Linked DNA regions of Macaca mulatta: region 2 is linked to region 1. Evidence: chromatin contacts called from public Hi-C data. All regions are on one chromosome and are shown on one strand. The core of a region is the stretch at or near the end of the contact, and the rest is flanking DNA. Distances in the headings are between cores, read along the strand shown. Region 1 holds the start of ATP7B (ATPase copper transporting beta). Region 2 holds the start of NEK5 (NIMA related kinase 5).

Region 1 (7,069 bases), core at 2,284-4,783:
TCTCACACTAGATGGTTTCTGAACTTAGGATACTTCTCCGAAATCTGAATCATTCAAGGCTCTACTCAAATCCTACCTTCCCAGAGAAATCATTCCCTGACCACCTACTTAAAACCGCATCTTCCTCTCCACCCAAGTCATTCCCTTACTCTGCTTTTTTTTTTTTTTTTTTTTTTTGTAGACAGGATCTTGCTTTGTCACTCAGGCTGAAGTGCAGTGGTAGGATCACAGCTCACTGCAGCCTCAAACTCCTGGGCTCAAGCCATCCTCCTGCCTCAGCCTTCAGAGTAGTCGGTTCAACAGGCACACATCACTATGCCCAGCCTTTTTTTTTTTTTTTGGTAGAAACGATGTCTTGATATGCTGCCCAGGTTGGTCTTGAACTCCTGGACCCAAACTGCTTTATTTTCTTCACAGTACTAACTAGTACCTGAAATAAAGCTACTGAAGGAAACCAAAACATTTCACCTCAAAATAGACTTATTTGAAATATTTTGAGATGGCCGTTCAGAGGGCCTACAGACAAAAGTAGTCCTACTGTGAGGGAGATGAGCATCTGTAGAGAATCTCCATTGATGCAGCCAGTTTTTCTCAGAGGGCCCTTCCTTGTCTGGATCTGGGTGAGATCAGCTGAGTTTGGCACCTTCAAGGTCTGAAACATTTCTTCTCCCTGAGGGCTGCTACCTGTGAGGTTTCATCTACATAAGACCACCTTTGCTAGCCAGGTCTCCTCTTCTCTCCCTCCTATAACCTGATTTACAAACACAACCTGTTTTTGGCCAAGCTTAGAGCCCCCACTCTTTCTGTAACCTCAAGATAGTATAAAAGTGGCAACCATCTTGCCTTCCTTTGAGATTGTATTTTGTAAGACTCTCACGGCACGTTAGTAAATGTGTATGCCTTCTCTCCTATTAATCTGCCATCTGTCAGCTGATTTTTCAGTGACGCTTCACGGGACACAGAAGAAGTTTTCCCTTAACTTCTACACTATATATTTGTTTACGCCCTTTTTTTTCCTATCTCCGACTAGGAAGTAAATTCATAAGGGCAAGGTCTTGGTGCTACCTAAATCCCCAGTGTCTAAAACGCCTGGCATATAGCACTCAAAAAAATATTTGTTGAATAAATGTTGATAACAAGATATAATATCTACATCAAAGGGTTTTTGTGAGGATTAAACACAAGAGTGCACATAGAGGGATATGAGTGCCTAACGCAATGCCCAGCACACAGTAAGCTCAATAACATTGGTCAACGCTATTATCAGAGGATTCCAGAAGACAGGTCAACATGGGCAGGAGCAGTTACAGAACGTTTCAAGGAGGTGGCAGGTCTTGATCTTGATTTGAAGGATCAGGATTTTTTTCTCTAGGTGGGGACATTGTAGGAAGTTGAAATCTCCGCTGCACAAGCCACCGCTCCCAATATTTCTTCATACCCCTATCAAATGCATAGTCATCATACCGTACAAACCACCTACCAACCAGCCTCTCTCTGTCCATCCACTAATCCATTAGTTTTCATTTCTGTATCACTGCAGCCTAGATGAATTCACTACTAAACGGCACCCAGCAATGTTGCTGAATTAGTTTCAGAAATCTGTGGAAAAGAAACAGCCTACTGTTCTGTCCAGCAATCCAGGCCTAAGTATCTATCCTAAAGAAACAGCGTCAGCATTAAAAATCATGTACAAAGACGTTCACTTCTAAGAGAGAGAGAGGGGAAAAAAGTAGCAAACAGAATGTCCACCACTAGGAAACCATGAATAAACTATGATGCGTTCAAACTGTGCAGAGGTTGCACTGAATTAGACAGCTAGTGAAACAATCTCTAAGATACATTGTTAAACTGAAAAAAGTTAGAGAATACACATACAGTGATCTCATTTAGGTAAAACAAAAATTTTAACACCTCACACAAACGAAACCTAAAGATTTCTCTTGAGTGTGTGCATATTACATATAGATACATGTATCAACTCTTCAACATTGTGCCTGAAACATAGTTCTCAATAAATATCTGCCAAATGAAGACATACGTACATGAATAGAAAAATACTGAAAAATAGATCTGCTTTTCGTGCAAAATATTTCTGTGCTGTTTGCATTTTTAAAAGGTTGTTTTAATGTATTACTTGTACAATTAAAATGAACTTAAAACAGTTATAAAAGTTCCAGGGCCTCGATATACCATATCTGGTCCAAGCACCAGGCTCTGAGTAACTTCTCCAGGTAACTAACTTCATCGTTTTGAGCCATTAGGGCTCTAGCACAGCAACTAGATGCTCATTTTACCTCTCCAGCATCAGATCCCTTAAAAGCATAAAGATGCATTTTGAGGTGTGGGGTTTTCCATCGTTCCCAAACACCAGTTGACCGCACGCTTTTTCTAAAGTGTCCTTTTCTCCCACGCCACGACGCCCCTGGAGCTGGGGGTCTGGCTCGGCCTTGCCTGCGCACCCCCTGGGGTCGAGTAAGCGTAGGACACGGGGAGGGAAGTCCTCCTGGTGGGAGTGAGCTCGCTGCGCGGGAGCGGGGTAACAAAACTCACTTTCCGACTGGCCCCCTCTCTGGCAGTGATCTGTCTCTCCTGCTCAGGCATCGTCCCGCGCGGACACCGAATTCTTCTCTGATCCGGCTCAGAGCCAAAGGTCACCTGGTCGGCAGAGGACAGTGTGGTGTTAAAATCCGGGGAGGGGATGCGCGGAGCGCGAGGGCATCGGCGCGGCTCGGCTCTAATGCCAAGAGGGGTCCGGGAACCGCCCCTTAATTAGGGACCGGGGAAGCTGCAGCCCTCGCCACACGGATGATTCAAAGTTGCGCGCCGCCGTCCTCCCGACCTGGGGGCGTGCGGATGAGAGCGCGAGGGGAGAGTGGGCCTCGGACCCTCGCCCACTCCCCAGGGGGCTGGGAGTGCCCGCCCTGGAACTGCCGGCCCCGCCGGTGCCTAAGTGTCCTCTGCCGTGCCGGCGCCGCAGGGCGGAGGCCCGTCCTCCTCCGCAGTCTCAGTCACCTCGCGCTGGTGCGCTCCGACACTGTACTGGGATCTCAAGCGTGTGCGGGAGGGGGAGGGCAGGTGAGCGGCGCAGAGCCGGGCAGCAGACGCAGCTCGCAAGGCTCACCCACCGTCTGCGGGGAAGGTGCCGGGTGGCGCCACGTCGGGTCCGCTCTGCGCTGCCCCCTCCTCGGACTCTGCGACTGACTGCCGGGCGCCGCGGGTCCCAAAGGAAGCAACCGCGGCGACAGTGAACTCCGCACCTGGAAAATCGATCCGCGGTGCGCAAAGGCCAGCCAATGGCCTCCAACGGGCGACGGGCTCTGGGCCGCAGAGAGGGGCGCAGGCGCCCAGGCGGGGGCTTCCAGTTGGGGAGAGGGGCAAGGGAAGGAGCGACGGCTGTCAATCACAGGCCACGCCCTCCTGAGCCCAACCCCCGCTGCTGTCCCGCCCAAGGGGGCGGGTGCCGTGTGCGCCAGGCCGAACACTAGTCTACGTCTCGGCATATTCTATTGGCTGGAAGGCCGTGGGAAGCGGCTACCAGCAACCAATTGTAACGCGCAATTGGCCCGTGAGGGCGGAGCGAGCATGGCTCGCTTTCTCAGGAGCCAATAGAGAAGAGGAAAGTGAAGCGTTTCCTGAGTTCGGGGGTCGGCGGAAGATGGCGGACGGCGAAAGGAGCTGGTACCTGTGCAAGTTGTTGAGGTGAGGAGCCGGTCGTGGGGCTCACAGACGTTTTCTCTTCTGTAGTGATACTTGCCCGTCCAGTGCGGCTAAATTTTGCGAGTAAATGGCCTTCCTTGTCATGAATCTAAGGTAATTTCTCAGGCCAATGAGCAGTCTTCCTTTTTCTTTGGGGTGTTCTATATAGACTGGAACAGACTAGGTCTTAAAAACTCAATTTACCGCGTTTTCTTCTGTTTCACTGTTGGCTGAGTGGTCGAGTTACCTTTCCTGCTTCAGCTTTTTCTTTCTCTTTCACACTCCAGTTAGTCTGTCATAAATTATTCATATTCATTCCTCATTTTTCTTTACGATTGAGCTACGAGACATTTTCCAATCTATCATGTCTCTCTTCAGTAAAGAAGAAACCGGATCTTCCTTCTCATCTCTTAGTTTCTCCTCTTAAACTCACCAAAAGTGCCATTGTTAACACGTCACTTCAATATAAAGCTTATGTTGAATCCTCTGCTTTTTGATAATCTGTTATTTTAATTTTTATGATTGATGTAAGAAGTTGCATAAAATATTATTTTATTTGTATTACGTGTATACGCTGTTTCTTCTAGAAAAAGAATCTAGCAAATAGATGAGTAAAAGGAAAAACCCCCCGGAGTGCTACCATCCGGAGATAGCCACTGTTAACATTTTGGTGAAAAAACTCCCATACTTTTTTCCACCTTTGTTGTTGTAGTACTACTGAATTTTAAATGCCTTGCCCTCCACTAATAAAACAGAAAGCCTAGTATATTCTACCTACCTAGCTTTTTTTACCACCTACATATTTTTGTTCAGGCTGAAAATTTATAATTAACACCATAGCTTTCTGAATAGCAGTATGTACCTAATTCTCTCAAAAGTTCAGGCACTTCTTCATTTTTGTCCCCTCTACTTCAAATTCTGTAATCATTACTTTAAACATTTTGAATGAGAAAGTCTATTATCAGAGCCTTTTGGTTCTTCCCTGCCATAGGGAATATTCCTCAGTGCTTTACATTATAATGGCTAAATAAACTCACTAACCAGACTTAAAGGACAGGTTTAACTTTAGTCATTATTCAGCTTTTAAGTTAAATGTTTAATAGTTCAGTTTGAAAAGCCTATCACATTAATTTTCCCACCTAAATTATTTGAAGGAATTGCCAGAAACGTCTTTTCATTATGGGGTAGCTGCATTTTAAATAAGCTTTTGAAAGCTTGTCCTGAGAAAACAAACTGTCCTCTGTAGTGTTGCTTTTATTAATTCATACATTCCAAATGTTAAATAAATGGTAAATCTTACCACTTTTGTCAGACTGTGTTCGTCCTTTAAGGCAGTGGTTCTTAATTGTGTTCCATGAACCATGCAGGTCCCGAGGCCCTTCAATGGGTCCTCAACAAATCTGTTTTTGTAATAACATTAAGGTAATATTTGCCTATTTTACTGTGTTGAGAAGTGCAAAAGTGATAGCGGATAAAACTAAGTGATAGTGGATTTTAATTAACAGTGTGAAAAGGTCATTAATAGGATTTCAGAGTCTGCATTGCAACTGACATTAAGAAATTGCATAACTTGTCAAATGTGGCCTAGCATCAAAGAACAATATCTGTAACTAGGTGAAAAATTAAATATATTTTAAATGTAAGCTCAATATGTATTAAAATATACTCCCTTTTCCTACTACATATCTAAGTTAGCCTGAATTTTCTTCATATACTTCAACAAAAACAACTTATCACTACAGATTGAATGCAGAAACAGAAAAGAGGAGCCACTGTCTGGTTTCACATCAAGCCAGACATTAAAAAGATTTGCAAAAAATGTAAATCATTGGCACCCTTCTTGCTAAATTTCTTTTTTTGCTTTGGAAAATATTGTTTTTTAATAAAAACATTCACTTAATGTGTTATGAAAGAATTTTTATTTTCAAATGAATTCATAAAAATTTTAAAGTTCTTTAGTTTTCATTTCTTATATGCTAAATATTGGTAGATATAAACAGTGTAAACCACTGGTTCTCAATTGGGGTGATTTTTGCCCTTCACAAGGCATATGGCATTTGGCAATATCTGGAGGGGTTTTTTGTTTTTTTTTTAATTACATTGTTTTAGAGATAGAGTCTTGCTCTGTTGCCCAGGCTGGAGTGCAGTGGCACGATCATAGCTTACTACAGCCTGGAACTCCTGGGCTCAAGCAATCCTCCCATCTCATTCTCCCAAAGTATTGGGATTACAGGCATGAGCCACCATGCCCAACTGATAATTTTGATTGGGAGGGTGCTACTGGCATCTAGTGGGTCAAGACCAAAGATGCTACTAAATATAATACATAGTACAACCTCCCCAACAAAGAATTATTTAGTCCAAAATGTCAGTAGTGTCAAGGATGAGAAACTCTGATGTAAACAAAAGATTGGATCTTCAGTAAAATTTTTAAGGGTATAAAGGTGTGTAAAGACTATAAAGACCAAATTATTTTAGACCAATTATTTTAGCTTTGAAATAAAGTGCTCGTGTGGGATTTCAAATAGAGTCAAATACCTCTTCAAGTACACAATAGGAAATCCCACATGAGATTTGTTCACAATAGGAACAAATGAGGATTTGTTCACAGTAGGAAATCCCACATGAGAACTTCATTTCAAAACTAAATATCAATAAAATATTTACTTCCGGCCAGGTGCAGCAGCTCATGCCTGTAATCTCAATGCTTTGGAAGGCCAAGGCAGGAGGATTACTTGAGGCCAAGAGTTTGAGACCAGCCTGGGCAACATAGAAAAACCCCATTTCTACAAAAAAAAATTTTTAATTAGCTGGGTGTGGTAGCATGCACCTGTAGTCCCAGCTTCTCAGGAGCCTGAGGCAGGAGATCGCTTGAGCCAAGGAGTTTGGGGCTGCAGTGATTGCTATGATTGCACCACTGCACTCCAGCCTGGGTGACAGAGTGAGACCCTGTATCTAAAAAAAGCAAAATTTACTTTTCTGATGAATTCGTATGTTTTCATGTGGGCAGTGAAAACTATGTGATATGGTTTGGCCATGACCCCACCCAAACCTCAAGTTGAATTTTATCTCCCAGAATTCCCATGTGTTGTGGGAGGGACCCAGGAGGAGGTAATTGAATCATGGGGGCCAGTCATTTCCGTGCTATTCTCGTGATAGTGAATAAGTCTCACGAGATCTGATGGGGTTTATCAAGGGTTTCTGCTTTTGCTTCTTTCTCATTTTTCTCTTGCTGCCACCATGTAAGAAGTGCCTTACACCTCCCGCTTTGATTCTGAGGCCTCACAGCCGTGTGGAACTGTAAATCCAGTTAAACCTATTTTTATTCCCAGTTTCAAGTATGTCTTTATCAGCAGCATGAAAACGAACTAAT
Region 2 (7,069 bases), core at 2,928-5,427, 110 kb after region 1:
TCCTGATGCTGGGAGATCAGCAGGCAAGGACCTTGGGAGAAGCAAGCCTGTAACCAAATGCAGAGGCTGGAGTGGGAAAAAAAAAAAGTAGGGTATGTGATAGGAGCCGTAATTTTGGAGCAAATCAGAGAGGGTCTCAAAACTTCTCTGAAGAGTGAAACAGTATAAAAACACAAGGCAGACCAGGCACAGTGGCTCACACCTGTAATTCCAGCACTTTGGGAGGCCAAAGCGGGAGGATCACTTGAGGCCAGCCTGGGCAACATAACAAGATCCTGTCTCTAAAAAAAATTCAAAATTACCTGGGTGTGGTGGCGCATGCTTGCAGTCCTAGCTACTCAGGAGGCTGAGGCAGGAGGATGGCTTGTTCGAGGTTACAGTGAGCTATGATGATGCCACTGCACTCCTGCCTGGGCAACAGAATGAAACCCTGTCTCAAAAAAAAAAAAAAGAAGAAAGAAAGAAAGAAAAAATGCACAAGGCAGGCCAGGCGCAGTGGCTCACGCCTGTAATCCCAGCACTTTGGGAGGCTGAGATGGGCGGATCACGAGGTCAGGAAATTGAGACCATCCTGGCTAACACAATGAAACCCCATCTCTACTGAAAATACAGAAAATTAGCCAGACGTGATGGGAGGTGCCTGTAGTCCCAGCTACTCAGGAGGCTGAGGCAGGAGAATGGTGTGAACCTGGGAGGCAGATCTTACAGTGAGCCAAGATTGCGCCACTGCACTCCAGCCTGGGCGACAGAGCGAGACTCCGTCTCAAAAGAAAAAAAAAAAAATGCACCAGGCAAACCCCACTTTCTACCTCAATAATAACAATCTGTGTCTCTTTTTCTTTGTACATATATGAACATATTTGTAGGTATACATATATATGGAGAATATATATATTTTTACAAAGATTATATCATTCTACACTTACTATTTTCTCAAACATTGCGAACATTGAAATTTTCCCCATGTCAATGCTTTACCTACAACATGATTTCTAATAGCCACCTAGTTTTTTATAAATTACTTAACAAATTACCTACAGTTGGACATTTGTTTTCTAACTTTATCTGTGGGGTTTTTCTTTGAATAAACTCCTAATTTCTTAGTTTTCTAATGAGTTTCAAATTTTTGTATGATGACTTCATACATGGATTTTAACTTTTTATTGACTTAATAAAAGGTTAACACCATTAAGTCAATACTTGCAAATATTTTTGGCACCTTTTCAGTTTTCTTTGAATTTATTTATAGTGTTTGTTTTGACATACAAACGTTTTCTATTTTTATGTAGTCAAACCTAGGCAACTCTTTCTTTACAGCCTCTGTCCCAGTGAAGGTTTAGGGGCATGGCTGGAGCACTATCAAAATTGGGCTGGAGCCACTTGAAGGATCCAAGTGATCCAGGCCCTCGACAAAAGGACTGAAGCAAATTCAAGGAAGGGGAAGAGTCAACAGTATTCACCAAATAATTGAATGTGGAGAAGGAATAAGCTCACAAATGATCCCAAGGTTTTGAGGCTGGCAGCCATAAGGACATTGATGACATTAATACAGCGCAGCACATAGGAGGTGAAGTGGGTCTGCTTACAACAAGGAAGAATTGCTATTAATACTTGTTTTTGGGTACAATTGTGATACCTAGCCTCCAAGGTGGTCTCAATGATCATCATCCTAAATTCTTGATGCACAGGATCTCCAAGATAATAAATGTTTATTCTTTAAGCCACTAAGTTTGGGATAATATGTTACACAGCAATAGATTAATAACACAGATATTGGCCAGGCGAGGTGGCTCACGCCTGTAATCCCAGCACTTTGGGAGGCTGAGACAGGTGGATCATGAGGTCGGGAGATGGAGACCATCCTGGCTAACATGGTGAAATCCTGTCTCTACTAAAAATACAAAAAATTAGCCAGGCGTGGTGGCGAGCACCTATAGTCCCAGCTACTTGGGAGGCTGAGGCAGGAGAATGGCGTGAACCTGGGAGGTGGAGCTTGCAGTGAGCCGAGATCGCACCACTGCACTCCAGCCTGGGCGACACAGCGAGACTCCATCTCAAAATAATAATAATAATAATAATAATAATAACACAGATATTACCTGAAGTTATCTAGCTGGCAGAAGAAATGCAGAACTAGGGTACTGAATGATGTCAGGGGTAGAGACAGAGATTTAAGAGTGATCTACTTAGTGGTAAACACTGAAGTGGGGCAGTTTAGGTGACAATGGACAGAAAGAGAAGGTCAGAAAAGGACACATGGTTGAGGACATATAGAGGGTGAAGAGAGAGATAAGCCTGAGGGAGAGCAGTCAGATAAACAAAAGAGAGTGAGCAGAATAATGTCACGGAAGGAAGCTAGACTAGAATAGAGGACATTATTATGAATATGCCATGGATTCACAAAAGAGACCTATATTGGGAAATAAATCATTATCCCTGGAAGCCAGTTATCTACTCTTGAGCTTTCAGTTTGGGTAGGTTTTCTTGCAATTTTTTTGTGGTAAAATAAAATTTATATCATTTTAACCAAATTTTTAAGTGTACAATTCAATGGCATTAAGTATATTCACATGGTGTAACTTGGGTAGTCCATTTTGCACACGCTTTGTATGGAACTTTTTATGCTACTCTCATTTATAAATTCTCTAGAAGCTGACCAACAAGACTTGCCTTAAAATTAATTCTAGCAAACAATGGACATTATTGTCCCAATATATTTTGAAATGAATGTATCACTAAAGAGGGTGACATAAACACTGACTAAGGTGGATTTAGCAAAAATGATTAATTTTTAATTAACTATATTTATTTTCCAAACTCATTAGACCAACAATTACACATGGTTTTCCTCTATTCATTCAGTGCACTCAATAAATTTGTTTAGCATCTATTATGTGTCAGGAACTGTTCTGCATACTGAGGAAGACAAGCAATAAACAAATGAATAATTAAGAGAGCAAAGTAATTACAGAGCATTATGCTAGTAAGAAAATAAGCCAGGCCAGGAGCAGAGGCTCATGCCTGTAATGCCAGCACTTTGGGAGGCTGAGGCAGGCAGATCACTTGAGTTCAGGAATTCAAGACCAGCCTGGGCAACATGGTGAAACTCCATCTCTACTAAAAATACAAAAAATTAGCCAAGCGTGGTGGCATGCACCTGTAGTCCAGCTACTCGGGAGGCTGAAGTGGGAGAATTGCTTGAACCCTGGAGGTGGAGGCTACAGTGAGCTGAGATCATGCCACTGTACTCTAGCCTAAGTGACAGAGCGAGATTCCCCCTAACAAAAAAAAAAAAAAAAAAAAAAGAAAAGAAAGAAAAACAAAAAAGAAACCAGAAAACCAGGGTGGTGTGATAAGGTGATAAGGTGTGATTGTGGCTGGGGAGCTACATTAGCTAGGATGTTTGCAGAAAACCCCTTGTTGAGGACCTGAATAAGGAGAGAGGAAGTGCACCACAGAGAAAAGTCAGGGCAACACAGGAGGCTGGCATCTCATAGGGCCTTTCAGGGCACCCTAAGGAGGGCCATAGGAGCCACAGAGAGGTGATCTTATTTCTTTTCTATTTTCATTAAAAAAAATTTTTTTTTTGTAGGCAACTATGTTGCCCAGGCTATCTTGAACTCCTGGCTTCACACAATCCTTCCACTTTGGCCGTCAAAAGTGCTGCGATTATAGGGGTGAGCCACTGTGTCCAGCCTCTTTTTAAAAACAAGATCATTGGTTGTGTTTGAACAACGGACTTAGAAGGTTGAATTAACAAAAATCAATTATGGCTTAAAATTCGTAATTATAAAAAATAAAAATTTCCTTTTTATATTGGATTAAAAGCCAGCTGAATATCCCACTGAAAATTAACAGATATTTGAACTTCTTAACTTTACCTTTTCAAAATTGATCTCTTTTATGACACAGTGCTTGCTATCTGATTTCCCTTTAGCTAAGTATGCTTTCCCGAAGGCACCTTTCCCGATGGCCTTAATCACATCGTACTTATCCATGGTCTCCAATGGGGTGAGGTTCCTGGAATTAGAGTAATGTAAATTTATCACACATGTCTCATAAAGACTAAAAAAGTCAGAAAATTGATGACTAAAGTGTAAAAGAACTCACTTTGATAAAACTTTCCTCCCAGCGTTGCCAAGACAGAGACAAGTAACTTTCCTTGTGGCCACAGATAACAACTGAAATGAAACAGAGTTTCTTGGTCAGACATGGGTCATAGCTCAGCTTTGATACACTTTTGCCCTGCGTTCCTGGGTAAGTCACTTAACTTGGCAAAACCGCACTTTCCTAATTTCTAAAACGGAATAACAATATCTGTTTTGCAAGTTTGTTCTGAGAATGAAAGATACTACATATCCGGTGCTTGGCAGCTTTATAAAGCAGGAATGTCCTTAGGCTTGTGTACTTTTCACAGTCCAGCCTTTCTTAATGGGGACGTACTGCCCCCTAGGGGGAATTTTGGAAATATATGGGGGTGGGGAAGCTGTTTCCCCGAGATTCAGAGGCAAGAGATGGACAGGTGGTTGGGGCCTGAGATGCTAGGATTCTGCGATCCGACAGACAGTCCCGCACAATAAAGGATTACCCTGCGGCCCTACAATCTTGTAGAGTCTTCCTATACACTCATGTGTGCGGAAAAATCCATTTGTAATTATCTGTGGCTACAACCAAACTATTTTACATCGAAATGCTAAGCATTTTTGCAGTTTTAATGAACACTGATTTTTTTTTTTTTTCAAGGAATGCAACTACATGTAAATCAAGGCTTGATTGCACTTTGTTTGGTTTGGAGGTTTACCAAGAATTGTTCACCATTTGGGAAAATCACGCCCTTCACTGGCCACGCTGCCCCTGGTCCCGGAGACCTAACAATCTGCATTTGCTGCCATCACGTTCAGGCGACTGCCCAGGCGCGGCTACTGGCTGCTTCTCTACTTTTGCCAAGGGTAGTAGTGTCGAGCATTTTCAGATTGAAATATGTACTTTCTTACTTATTGCTTTCCTTCTGTTTCCTCTTTATGCTACAGTTAGGGCATAATACAGTTTTGTTGCTGTTGTTGCTGTTGTTGTTAATGGGGTGAGCGGGGGGTTGTTTTCGAATAATTTCATGTCACGGTAGGAAGTGGGTACAATTAGGTTGCAGGGGGCTGGGAACCAGCTCCGCAGCCAGGAGAGGCTGCAGACACCGGAGGACGGGGTTCTGAGAGAAACGCATACAGACTAGGGGCCAGGGGTGACCAGCTGGGAACTGAGGGCCCGCGACCCTCCCGCCCAAGTGGCACCAGAGGGTGGAAGCCCCCAAGTTAGGAAAATTCCTTCTCCCCTAGGGCCGCCCCTGGAGGCGGCCGCGGGTGGGTGGCAAGACGCTTACCGGGACCCGCGCTCAGCGTGAGGAGCGTTGCCATAGAGACCGACGCGCCCGGGACGCTAGGCCTTTTCTGGGCCGCCCCCGCCGCCCCAGGCAGAGACTCTATCCCTTTCCCCCACCCTGCCCAGTTCCTGAAGCCCTGTGGCGGCTCCAGGCAAGGACTAAGGGCGGCCCCTGCAGCATACCTGCTCCGCCGGCTCCGCGGGGCCAACTAAGCGTCTCAGAAGGATCCGGGTTCCCGGGGCCGCTGCACCTCCCCGCGGCCGGGCGGAGCCGCGCAAGGAAACGCGGGCGGGGCGCGAGGCTGGAATGGCCTGGGGACCCGTCCACACAGTCCACCGCGAGGCAGGGTCAGGCGCCAGGGAGTTTGGAGACCCGACAGAGCCAGCCCCACACCGTCCCGTTGCCTTGGGTCGGGATTGCTTTGCGTTGCACTCTACAGTAGCGCTCCCCGCTCTCGCTTACGGTGCACCAGACGCTTCGCAAACGTTCTCTCTTTTCTTTACAACCCCGCAAGGCAGTAGTCTCCTAGTTTTACAAATAAGCTAAACTAAGACAGGAAGAGTGTTTCTTGTACAAGATCTCAAATATTGCCAAGAGGTGGACGTGAGACTGGAACCGCTTCCTACTCTTTGGGCCACAGCGGCGGCCTGCCAAGGACTTTCTAACGCAACCGGCGCTGCCCAAGCGTCTGCACGCACGCCCCCTCCCTATCCCACCCTGCCCCATTCTGGATTTGCACATCAAGCAGCTAAAACGTTTAAGTAGTTGAAAAAAATGTATTTTCCAGCAATTGTAAATAGTGACGCAAGTAAAATATATCCAATTGAATCTAAACACTACAGTGATATGGTACCCTCCATCGTCCATCACACACATGCAAAAGCCCACAAAAAAGCTATTTTAAAAATCATAAGTTTACATCACTACTTTTCCTTCTTAAAATCATCTCTCCGCCATCCCCTCCCCGTCCCTGCCACAAAAAATTTCCTCTTCTTACAAGCACTATAGTCAAATTGGATTAGGACTGAACCAAAGGCCTCATTTTGATCTCATTGCATCTTTAAAGTCTCTATCTCCGAATACAGTCTCATTGTGAGTTACTGGTGTTAGATTTCAATATGTGAATTGGGAGTGGCCGGGGCAGGGACGAATGCAGCCCATAACAGGAGTCCAAAAGTTGTTTAGGAGTTGGAACAGCCAATGTTAGTTTCTTTGGCAGTGAAATTCCCTCAAAATATTAGCAAGTATATGATCTACTTGTTTTTGTTTAATTTCATGTGTCAGTGACCACACCCACATTTCTTCCCTAGAATTCTTAGACATGCTTTATTAAATCATATCTTCATTCTACTTTCCTCATAGAATTTTATCCCAGCTATCTTTTTCATGCTTGAAAGTCTTATTGATCATCCTGTCATACTGCTGAAAGAAGTATAGAAATGGAAATTTACATTTCCTGCTCACAGAATTTTTTTTCTGGATTGTTAAAATTACTAGTATTACACAATTGATCACAATAAAATATATCACAATGCTGATAATTATATTAAATATAAAAAAATAAAATTGTATTGAAAATTCATCTCCTTAAGACCTGGATGGGCTCCCCATGCGTCATCAGTTCCCGTATCCATAGATGAATGCTAACTTCTTGCTACAATGAAGTTTAACACTGAGTCTCTTCCATTTTTTTTT

The links. Hi-C and Micro-C count contacts between places; a contact is called where the count stands out from the background.
Region 2: a contact with region 1 is called in a Hi-C map of liver, with 3 times the contacts expected there. The contact joins the promoter of NEK5 here to the promoter of ATP7B in region 1. A contact is called at or near these places in 4 of 14 Hi-C or Micro-C datasets (CD4 T cells, fetal cortex germinal zone, fibroblasts and 1 more).

The regions. Positions count from the first base shown.
Region 1 is chr17:31,245,727-31,252,795 of T2T-MMU8v2.0, forward strand. ATP7B (ATPase copper transporting beta) reads right to left here and starts at 3,534. Exons shown (of 23, transcript XR_013407653.1): 1 at 3,126-3,534; 2 at 2,551-2,655. It overlaps ALG11 (ALG11 alpha-1,2-mannosyltransferase), which reads left to right and starts at 3,656. Exons shown (of 4, transcript NM_001190890.2): 1 at 3,656-3,699. The coding sequence starts at 3,656.
Region 2 is chr17:31,359,145-31,366,213 of T2T-MMU8v2.0, forward strand. NEK5 (NIMA related kinase 5) reads right to left here and starts at 4,178. Exons shown (of 23, transcript XM_015121121.3): 1 at 4,111-4,178; 2 at 3,882-4,020. The coding sequence starts at 3,998.